3 separate regions of the Mus musculus genome follow, and all the other regions are linked to region 1. A link is a contact called in public HiChIP or PLAC-seq data. All regions are on one chromosome and are shown on one strand. Each heading gives the region's core, a stretch centred on a gene start, on an enhancer-like site or on the middle of the called end of the contact. The rest is flanking DNA. Distances are from core to core; before and after follow the strand shown. Region 1 overlaps Pde11a (phosphodiesterase 11A). Region 2 holds the start of Ttc30b (tetratricopeptide repeat domain 30B). Region 3 holds the start of Ttc30a1 (tetratricopeptide repeat domain 30A1).

Region 1 (3,537 bases), core at 640-3,139:
TCCTGGGTGGCCAACAGCTTCATAAGAATAGAACATCAGAAGTGTGTGCTATACTTCTCATTCACCCGCTGTAATGGGAAGCTTGCAAATTAGATTCAAACTAGACCTAGACGTCTGTGCGATCTTACAAGAGCCATGGCACTTCTCTAAGCCTCTATTTCTTTGGAGTAAAGTGAGAAAATAATTCCTATTTTGTAGTTGCCATCACGACTCAATAGAGTTACGCATTAAATAGTGTGATCCTCAGGACATGGTAGGCACTCACTGATGATGGGCACACAGAAGCTCAGCGTCTGAGTCCGTCTGAGTTGTCCTGGTCTTGCGTTCTACGTAAGACAAATGGCAACTGACCTTAAATGTTAACCCATCCATAGATTAGCTCGACCTTTGTCCGATTCTTAGATGATGTAGTAAACTTGGGCAAGACTTCAGAAAGTAACTAAAATCCAGTCCCCTCCGTCATCAACCGTCTTGATCAGAAGTTCTGCTCCACCTAACCTTGCTGCTGCTTCTCCTAGTCTGAGTGGCGCTGAGTCTCTCCAAGGATCGTATGTCCTCAGCAGCCCTGAAACTGACGGTTTCACACGACAGCACAAGGCAGCTGGGATGGAAGCTGTTCTTGTGTATTCGGGCAGCCTTTCCTTCTCTCGCCAGCAGGACAGGCTACGAGCTGAAAATCTCCAGCCTTTGCAAGTTAAAGCCAAATTGTCCTTTCGAGCCTGCAAACTTTCTACAATAAGCAAGCAAAGACTTCCAGGACCTAGATGTATCCTCAACTGAGCCCTAGAATGGCTATTTGATTCCCTGGGTCTCTCTGAACCAAATCTTAATCCAAAGAAATGCTAGGGGATGAACTGTTGGAACATTCTAAAATACTTTACTGAACTGGCATTGTTGAGGGATAGGCTGTTCTACATAAGTGGAATTTATAGATAATACAGTAACCCCCTTAGGTATCAGTGAACTTTGTGTTCATTTAAAATGGAAATGTCTGTGTGTGTTTTAATTATCTATTAATAATTAATGTAGACTCCTCTCTACTCCCTTTCTGGCACTGTGACAGGCACTTTCGAGCGTTTTATTGTAGTGTCATAAACAACAGATGAGACAGACAGTGCTGGCATGATTTTAGAGACAAAGAAACTGGGCCTTAAGTCTAATAGCCACCCAAGTCTACTTACTGAAGGAAGAGCTGCGACTTCAAGTCCAAGGAATTTTCTAGTCTTCTGCAGTGAGATCCGAGAGTGGGTGAGGAACCCTCAACAGAGAGTGTTAAAATTTATGCTGAATAAATAACAAAGATGCTGCAGAATATCGTCCAAGTATTTTCCAGAGGAAAGTCAAACACATATGAAATGAGAAAGTCTCTGTGCGAACTCAGAAGATTTATAAGGCTTAGTTCATGAAGCCTACATGGATCGGGAAGCAAGAGTTATAGCACACATATATATACACATACACACGCATCGATATACACACACATATATATGCATACTCATACACACACATGCACACACATATATACATACACATATACACACACACATGCATACACACACATACAGATACATACAAACATGCACACACACATAGGCACACACATACATGCATACACACACATATACACACACTCAAAGCACTTGGGATCTGTACTACATGTTTTACACTTGCTCATTTGCTCTTGATCACATCTTATCTCTCACTACTCTGTAGATTCATCAAAGTCCAGGACTGGGTCTTGTTGACTGTGTATCACCCATGGCATCCATCTGAACACACAGAAAATTATCTCAAAGTTCGCTTAAGAGACAATGAACTCCACCCACAGTTAACTGGAATGCATTTGCGCATGCTCCACTGCCAAGAGCAGAGCAGTCCAAAGGGCTGGTATGGGAAATGGTGAGCTGAAGGGCCCCGCCTACTCAGCCTTCTGTTCTCTTTCAGGAGTGACTCTGCACTGGCCCAGCTCTACGGGACCTCGGCGACCTTGGAGCATCACCATTTTAACCATGCTGTGATGATCCTTCAGAGTGAGGTGCGACTCGCTCGGCTTCTCCCCTCCACAGAAGGCCAACTAAGCGATCCCCGCTCTCTCTGTGCTGTGCCGTGTACAAATCCACGGGAGCAGGAGGCTGTGCTTAAGTTAAACTCAGACTTTCGTGCCTTTTGTGAGCCTATCACATGTCAAAAGCCTTGCTCAGGGTCTAAGCTGCCTCCTCTGGCCTCACTGGAGGTTATGCAGATCCACTTACAGCGTAGCAGGCAGAGACACTGCTTATTAACAGAGCATCGTTTTGCCTTCGTTAAAGGACACACAGTAAGAGTCAAGCTTCAATAGTGAAGTTGAGAATAAAAGACGAAAGAACTTAAAGTTTTTCGTAGGACTGCATTTGAAAGTGAGAGACGGTTAGTAACCCCAAGGCCAGGGCTAAGGCCAAGGGCCTTGTTTCACTTCCTGCAGCAACACAGGACTTAGACGGTGGAGTGCTGGCTTCTCTCTGCAGAGAAAAACAGAAACCAGAAAATAACTCTGGCTGCGGCAGCTGAGTTTCTAACTTGCCAGGAAGAACCTGTTTAATTTTCCAAAGGCATACAAACATTTTTTATTTTTAGGCCAGGAAGGGATCATCTCTCCCCCATTATTGGTCAACTCTCTACCTACACCATATTATTATTATTATTATTATTATTATTATTATTATTATTATCACCATTAAGACCCTGCTTCACTGGAATGCCATCATTAAATATGGAGGGTTCTTTTTTTTTTTTTAACTCTACACTATCTTGAGAAAGCATGTCTTCTGTAATATAACCGAAGCCTTCAATCTTATAATAGAGACCACCACTCCAAAGCCTGAACGTGGGATAGGCCAGAGGGGCTGCGTTTCCATTTCAGAATAAAGCCCCTAGGTAAGGGCCATGGGAACTGAGGGAGCCAGCTTCCTGTCGGCTATGGCTCTGGAATAGAAAAGCCACATGTCAGCTGAGAGCTGCAGGGGGGCAAAGACAGCAGGGGCTTTGGTTTGCTCTTTTCTGGCAAGTGTGATGAGTCCCCCCAGAGAGCCCACATCTGTAATCACAGATCATAAACAGCCCATCCCCCCCCCAAGGTTTGTGTCATCTAAGCGTGACACATTGGTCAGCCTCCACTCCAGCTTCTTCCGAGTGATAATGACCAGCAAAAGTATAAGGCACTGAACCCCTGGGTCCCAGGGTCCACTCCATTCTGCCATCAGGAAGGCAGATGTCACCACTGTCCCACTTCCCAGTTTTCACAGACATGCAGAAGCTAGAGGGCCTGAGGAAGCTTGCTGTAGACCTTTCATTCTCCACACCTGGTTTCCACCTATGCCCTGCTCACCTGTTCCCTAAACCTAGGCTGAAAGCAGTAGTTGTGGGAGACTTGTTGTTCAAGACCAATTTGCATGTTCAGTGATGCACTGATACAAACTAACTTTGTCCTAGCTTCCTACTCCCCAAGACCAGTACTATTTACCATGTCCTTTTTAAGTAGTAAAACGCATGTCACAAGGT
Region 2 (3,537 bases), core at 578-3,077, 110 kb after region 1:
TTCCTTCCTAACACTTTTTCATTGTTACAATGCAAGCCACAAAGGTCAGATTTCTATGACCCAAATGAGACTGGTTGGGTTTTGTTTGTTTTGATTTTTTAACAACAACAACAACAACAAAAAACTTTACAAAGCAAGTCTCTAATATTTCCTATAATATGAGTTCATATATGAATTAACTCCTAATCACTAATTCTTCTGAGTTTAACTTTTAAGATAACATGGCTCATTCCCTTTCCTATGTGGGTTTTAGCAGGTTACTTAATTGTCCTGAAGCACAAAGTCTTCATCTGCAGCACACAGATTTCAGTAAAGTTATGAGCAGTTTGTGAGAAGCCTAACAGCGTGCTATGAAATATGGTGAATATTGGCTGCAATATGTTGATGAGCTGCAATATGTTGATGGTAAAAAAGATTCATGGGTAGCAATTCTATTAAAGAGAAAAATATAATGCCCTCATGTTGAAGTTCTTAATTACAAAGCAAAGATATGCCTTCATGTGGTCTGTTTGCCTTGGGTGTAGCTAGAGGAGATCGTGGAAAACTATAAAAGGTAACAGTCTCCCAGGTGCCTCCCAGAGCCACGTCAAATGATCCGTGCTCTAAAAGTACAGCCTTGTTATTGAAAAATCATACAATTTGTCACTACTTCATTTGGAAAGAACACATTAATATTCTGCTATCTTGGTTACTTCTCAAATGCTTAACTAAGCATTATATTTATGTCCCCACACATTAGGGTCAGTCAAATCTATGTACATGGTTTTCAACAGTGATTCAATATCGGCTTATAAGTCGGTAGTTTTTTACTGCTCTGTCATACTAGAATAAAATTGAATTTATACAGAATAACCTCCCCAAAACAATAACACAGAACCTAGAGACTCATTCTACATACAGGGGGGAAAGGAGAGATAGTAACTGCCTGAAGAGCTTCGAATTAAGAGTCTGGGTATGGGAAAGGAGTTGGCGAAGCATTTATGTATTAACTAGCTGATTCATACGTGAAAACAAGATCAGAGGCACGAGAAGCACAGGCTGATTACGTCTTGAACAAACTCACGGTAGTGTTTGGTAGAGCTTAGAGGGTGAGAAAAATAGCATATAGGAAAGGGGGAAAATGTTAGTTTTGTGGCTTCTCCTTGAAGAAGGAAAAGACCAAAGCCGTGTGCTTCATCAATTCAAGCACCAATTTACGTTCATAACAGCGGTCATTTACGAAACAGAGGGCGAATGGTACTTAAATCTAAAACAGCACCAGTTACAATTCAGACTCTCCTTCCCCCTCTCGTCACCTCTTGATACAGAATAAAATACGGACTGCCGGCCCTTGCTTAACAACGTTCTCAAAAAGTGGGCGTCAGAGCAGCTGGCAAGAATATACTAGAATTCCTGAAGTCCAGAGACGGCCCTCATTCCCATTTCGTCACCATTGCCAAGCAACTCGAACCCTCAAAGAACAGCGAATTTTCTGCATCCCGGGGGACCTTCACAAGAAAACTTTACTTCAGTGCCAACAAAGAAGCAATCAAAGCAATAGAAACAAGATCCCGATCCCAGAGAAAAGGCAGAGACTCCAATTACTGTAAAACGTCAAAGAGGAAAAACTACATTTCCCAGGATGCAGGGCGATAACGGAAGCGATGTAGGCCGGGACGTGGAATATCCCTCTCTGAACTACCTAGAAAATTTTCCAGACCAAGCCCAATTGCTTCCCCACAGTCTAGAGTGTTTAAAAACATATCCAGAAATTGATAGAAACGTGTCGGTGATTCGCTTTTATCCACAAGACACTTCCGTTGGATACTTGCCGCTGAACAGCTTCCGTTTCCGGTTGGCCTATTGCCTTGGAAACCAGGATGCAAAACAAGCTAGGTGAATATGGCAGGGCTGAGCAGCTCACAGATCCCCGACGGTGAGTTCACAGCAGTGGTGTACAGGCTCATCCGCGACTCCCGCTACTCAGAGGCGGTGCAGCTGCTGAGCGCAGAGCTGCAGAGGAGCTCCCGCAGCCGCGCAGGGCTGTCGCTGCTGGCCTACTGCTACTACCGCCTGCAGGAGTTCGAGCTCGCTGCAGAGTGCTATGAGCAGCTGAGCCAGATGCACCCGGAACTCGAGCAGTACCGCCTGTACCAGGCCCAGGCACTGTACAAGGCCTGCCTGTATCCAGAGGCCACCAGGGTCGCCTTCCTCCTGGACAACCCCGCCTATCAGACTCGAGTCCTTCGTCTCCAGGCTGCTATCAAGTACAGTGAAGGTGACCTCCCAGGAGCCAGGAGCCTGGTGGAGCAGCTGCTGAGTGGGGAAGGTGTAGAGGACAGTGGAGGGGAGAGTGATTATGATGGTCAGATCAACCTAGGTTGTCTGCTCTACAAAGAGGGACACTATGAAGCTGCCTGTTCCAAGTTCTTAGCGGCCCTGCAGGCTTCTGGCTACCAGCCTGACCTTTCCTACAACTTGGCTTTGGCCTATTACAGCAGTCGGCAGTACGCGCCTGCTCTGAAGCATATCGCTGACATCATTGAGCGTGGCATCCGTCAACACCCAGAACTCGGTGTGGGCATGACCACGGAGGGCATTGATGTTCGCAGTGTTGGCAACACTATAGTCCTTCACCAGACTGCTCTGGTCGAAGCCTTCAACCTCAAGGCAGCCATAGAGTACCAGCTGAGAAACTACGAGGCAGCCCAGGAAGCCCTCACTGACATGCCACCCAGAGCAGAGGAAGAGCTGGACCCCGTAACCCTCCACAACCAGGCTCTGATGAACATGGATGCCAAGCCCACAGAGGGCTTTGAAAAGCTCCAGTTTCTGCTCCAGCAGAACCCCTTCCCCCCAGAGACCTTTGGCAACCTGCTGCTGCTCTACTGTAAATATGAGTATTTTGACCTGGCAGCTGATGTCCTGGCAGAAAATGCCCACTTGACTTACAAGTTCCTCACACCCTATCTCTATGACTTCTTGGATGCCATGATCACTTGCCAGACAGCTCCTGAAGAGGCTTTCATTAAACTTGATGGGTTGGCTGGCATGCTGACTGAGCAGCTCCGGAAACTCACCATACAAGTACAGGATTCAAGGCATAGTAGAGATGATGAATCTGCCAAAAAGGCTGTGAATGAATATGATGAAACTCTTGAGAAGTATATTCCTGTACTGATGGCCCAGGCAAAAATCTACTGGAACTTTGAGAATTACCCAATGGTGGAGAAGATCTTCCGCAAATCTGTGGAATTCTGTAATGACCATGATGTGTGGAAGCTGAATGTGGCCCATGTCCTCTTCATGCAGGAGAACAAGTACAAAGAGGCCATTGGTTTCTATGAGCCCATTGTCAAGAAGAATTATGATAACATCCTGAGTGTCAGTGCTATTGTGTTAGCCAACCTCTGTGTTTCCTATATCATGACAAGTCAAAATGAGGAAGCTGAGGAGCTCATGAGGAAGATTGAGAAGGAGGAGGAACAACTCTCTTATGGTGACCCAGACAAGAAAATCTACCACCTTTGCATTGTGAATTTGGTGATAGGAACTCTG
Region 3 (3,537 bases), core at 438-2,937, 68 kb after region 1:
AATTCAAATGTCAGGCAGGGCAGCAGTTGTAAAGGAGACATATCATATTCTTTAATATGTGAGCATCACATACCCCCACCACAGACTTCACCTAAAAGGGTACCAGAAAATCAGAGTAATAGTAAACTCAGAGTGGGGATATAGAAGTAGTCCTTACCTGCTTTCTGTAAAAAAAAAAAAAAAAAAAAAAAAAAAAAAGATCTTTGGTGGACCAAAGGCCCACTCCACACACATAAAATGGGTGCAATCTGCTCCTTCCTTCTTATTGATTGCAGAAATGCCCCTTGTGTGATGACATCCAAGAAGTCACATGGCTGCAAATTCTCCACATGAGGGAAGGCTGAACGCACATAAAATCGGCTGTTATATGATAGGATTATACGATAGGAGCAAATGTATACCTGCTTCAGCCTTTTCCTTGTGATACCAGGAACTAGGGGATACCCAACCCCACTAGTCATTGTATATCTGTTTGAAAGTGCAATTGAGTCATGGAAGTCAGAAGCCTACTGCCCACACCAATTTACTTGATTGTTTCTATAGAAAAAAAAAAAAGGGACACAGCAATCTTTCCTCATACACACTTGGTGCCCTCATTTGGCAGGCCTTTACAGTTTCTTGGAGACATGAAGATAGAATGATTTGCCATTCACCGTTTCTCATGGAACCTAGTTCTTGGTTGTCATGGTTCAGCCTCTGTAGTGTTTGAATGAGAATGTCCCTCGTAGGTTCAGATGTTTGAACACTTAGTCCCCAGCTGGTGGCACTGTTGGGGAAGATGTGGCATTGTTGGAAAAGATATGTCACTGAGATTTTAAAAAGTTTCCGCCATCTCACCATCACACTATCTACCTCCATCTTGGAGGTGACAGAGAGCTGCTTCTGCTGAGAATCTGGGTCAGGAACTCAACTATGACTCTTTCAGAAGGTCTGCTTTAGTCGATTCTGGAGAAAGCCTGATTTGATGCTATTGTCTATCTGCTCCTTGGCTTGTGTGATTTTACTTAGCACAGTTACCCAACTAGACACTCTGATCTGCCTAGGACTCTCATTGGGAATCCTAGCTAACCTCTTCAATGGCTGCCCTAGTTGATTTCAACTAATATTTGTAAGCCTTCAATTTGATTATATTGAATTATCGATCTGATGTTTCTATCAGCTATTTCCTACTATTTTACCTTTGCTTACTATATTCTTAATAAACGGACGTTCAAAACCCAAAAACAAACAAACAAACAAAATGCCCGCCATTTGTAGATCATTTTCTACTTGGTGCAGAATGCTTGGTCACTGTACTATTCTATTAAGAAGTACACACTTAGTTCGGCACTAACGGATAATTCAGCAGATTTCAAAATATACAATAGGGAAAAAAAGTACAAGCCTCAAAAAACCTCCAGGGACCCCAGGCCCTAATCAGGTTACTGCTCTTCCACAGAGAGGTCACACTATCTAGCTAGAAAACAAGCAACGCTCACTCGTTCTAACGAGTAAAGGGAGTCTAAAACTCCTACTAACGGCCTAAAAGTCTTATGACCTTTTCCTATCTGAATTGAATACACAAACAATACGCCAAGTCCCCAGATTTCAGTACTCGTGAAATAAGACTACAACTCCCAGAATGCAAAGTGGATACGTCCCATTGGGGAAGTAACAATGTTGCATGCCGGGAGAAACCGGGAGTATAATGTCTGGACTACTTGCAACAAGTTTCTGTCCCTTCTCCGACTTCTGTCCCAACCCAGTTTGTAATCTTATAAGACAAAACAAAAAAATTCAGGGATTATGTCAACGGTTCCTAGTCATGCGGAACAGATCCTTTCTACCTCAGACCTAACCGCCACCCGCTGGATGAACTTCCGTTTCCGGTTACCTAGTTTCCTTGGAAACTAGCACGCGCTACAATTTTGGCGGCTATGGCGTGGCAAAGCAGCTCTAAAGTTCCCGACGGTGAGTTCACAGCGGTGGTGTACAGGCTCATCCGCGACTCCCGCTACTCAGAGGCGGTGCAGCTGCTAAGCGCAGAGCTGCAGAGAAGCTCCCGCAGCCGCGCAGGGCTGTCGCTGCTGGCCTACTGCTACTACCGCCTGCAGGAGTTCGAGCTCGCTGCAGAGTGCTATGAGCAGCTGAGCCAGATGCACCCGGAACTCGAGCAGTACCGCCTGTACCAGGCCCAGGCGCTGTACAAGGCCTGCCTGTATCCAGAAGCCACCAGGGTCACCTTCCTCCTGGACAACCCCGCCTATCAGACTCGAGTCCTTCGTCTCCAGGCTGCTATCAAGTACAGTGAAGGTGACCTCCCAGGAGCCAGGAGCCTGGTGGAGCAGCTGCTGAGTGGGGAAGCTGGAGAAGACAGTGGAGGGGAGAATGACCCAGATGGTTTGGTCAACATGGGTTGTCTGCTCTACAAGGAGGGACACTATGAAGCTGCCTGCTCCAAGTTCTTAGCGGCCCTGCAGGCTTCTGGCTACCAGCCTGACCTTTCCTACAACTTGGCATTGGCCTATTACAGCAGTCGGCAGTACGCGCCTGCTCTGAAGCATATCGCTGACATCATTGAGCGTGGCATCCGTCAACACCCAGAACTCGGTGTGGGCATGACCACGGAGGGCATTGATGTTCGCAGTGTTGGCAACACTGTAGTCCTTCACCAGACTGCTCTGATTGAAGCTTTCAACCTCAAGGCAGCCATAGAGTATCAGCTGAGAAACTTTGAGGTAGCCCAAGAAACTCTCACTGACATGCCTCCTAGAGCAGAGGAAGAGCTGGACCCCGTAACCCTCCACAACCAGGCTCTGATGAACATGGATGCCAAGCCCACAGAGGGCTTTGAAAAGCTCCAGTTTCTGCTCCAGCAGAACCCCTTTCCCCCAGAGACCTTTGGCAACCTGCTGCTGCTCTACTGTAAATATGAGTATTTTGACCTGGCAGCTGATGTCCTGGCAGAAAATGCCCACTTAACTTACAAGTTCCTCACACCCTATCTCTATGACTTCTTGGATGCCATGATCACTTGCCAGACAGCTCCTGAAGAGGCTTTCATTAAACTTGATGGGTTGGCTGGCATGCTGACTGAGCAGCTCAGGAGACTCACTAAGCAAGTTCAAGAAGCAAGGCATAACAGAGATGATGAAATTATTAAAAAGGCTATGAATGAATATGATGAAACTCTTGAGAAATATATTCCTGTACTGATGGCCCAGGCAAAAATCTACTGGAATCTTGAGAATTACCCAATGGTAGAGAAGATCTTCCGCAAATCTGTGGAATTCTGTAATGACCATGATGTGTGGAAGCTGAATGTGGCCCATGTCCTCTTCATGCAGGAGAACAAGTACAAAGAGGCCATTGGTTTCTATGAGCCCATTGTCAAGAAGAATTATGATAACATCCTGAGTGTCAGTGCTATTGTGTTAGCCAACCTCTGTGTTTCCTATATCATGACAAGTCAAAACGAGGAAGCTGAGGAGCTCATGAGGAAGATTGAGAAGGAGGAGGAACAACTCTCTTATGGTGACCCAGACAAGAAAATCTACC

Evidence for each region. HiChIP or PLAC-seq counts read pairs in DNA pulled down with a chosen protein or histone mark.
Region 2: a contact with region 1 is called in an H3K4me3 HiChIP or PLAC-seq map of intestinal villus epithelium, with 5 read pairs. The contact joins the promoter of Ttc30b here to the enhancer-like site in region 1. A contact is called at or near these places in 3 of 39 promoter capture datasets (cranial neural crest, macrophages and second pharyngeal arch cranial neural crest), 1 of 484 Hi-C or Micro-C datasets (nephron progenitors), 4 of 115 datasets of contacts at active chromatin or transcription factors (cardiomyocytes, embryonic stem cells, intestinal villus epithelium and 1 more) and 1 of 9 other capture datasets (pancreatic islet).
Region 3: a contact with region 1 is called in an H3K27ac HiChIP or PLAC-seq map of extraembryonic endoderm stem cells. The contact joins the promoter of Ttc30a1 here to the enhancer-like site in region 1. A contact is called at or near these places in 18 of 39 promoter capture datasets (the 3T3-L1 cell line, 3T3-L1-derived adipocytes, the HPC-7 cell line and 11 more), 7 of 15 datasets of contacts at CTCF or cohesin (the NIH/3T3 cell line, embryonic stem cells, hippocampal excitatory neurons and 2 more), 168 of 484 Hi-C or Micro-C datasets (3T3-L1-derived adipocytes, the AML12 cell line, the AtT-20 cell line and 78 more), 35 of 115 datasets of contacts at active chromatin or transcription factors (PVALB interneurons, VIP interneurons, bone marrow-derived dendritic cells and 21 more) and 5 of 9 other capture datasets (adipose tissue, embryonic tail, liver and 2 more).

The regions. Positions count from the first base shown.
Region 1 is chr2:76,048,638-76,052,174 of GRCm38.p6, reverse strand. It overlaps Pde11a (phosphodiesterase 11A), which reads left to right. Exons shown (of 20, transcript NM_001081033.3): 14 at 1,945-2,035. Among named protein-coding and RNA genes, the nearest start is that of Gm52518, 14 kb to the right of the region's middle. Within about 2 kb of position 1,889, at least 30 of the 459 cell types and tissues checked have an H3K27ac peak or open chromatin away from gene starts, as enhancers often do. A contact at or near this core is called in the N1E-115 cell line, adipose tissue, extraembryonic endoderm stem cells and 3 more, where this site is marked.
Region 2 is chr2:75,936,752-75,940,288 of GRCm38.p6, reverse strand. Ttc30b (tetratricopeptide repeat domain 30B) reads left to right here and starts at 1,827. Exons shown (of 1, transcript NM_028235.1): 1 at 1,827-3,537. The coding sequence starts at 1,882.
Region 3 is chr2:75,980,117-75,983,653 of GRCm38.p6, reverse strand. It overlaps Ttc30a1 (tetratricopeptide repeat domain 30A1), which reads left to right and starts at 1,687. Exons shown (of 1, transcript NM_030188.3): 1 at 1,687-3,537. The coding sequence starts at 1,917.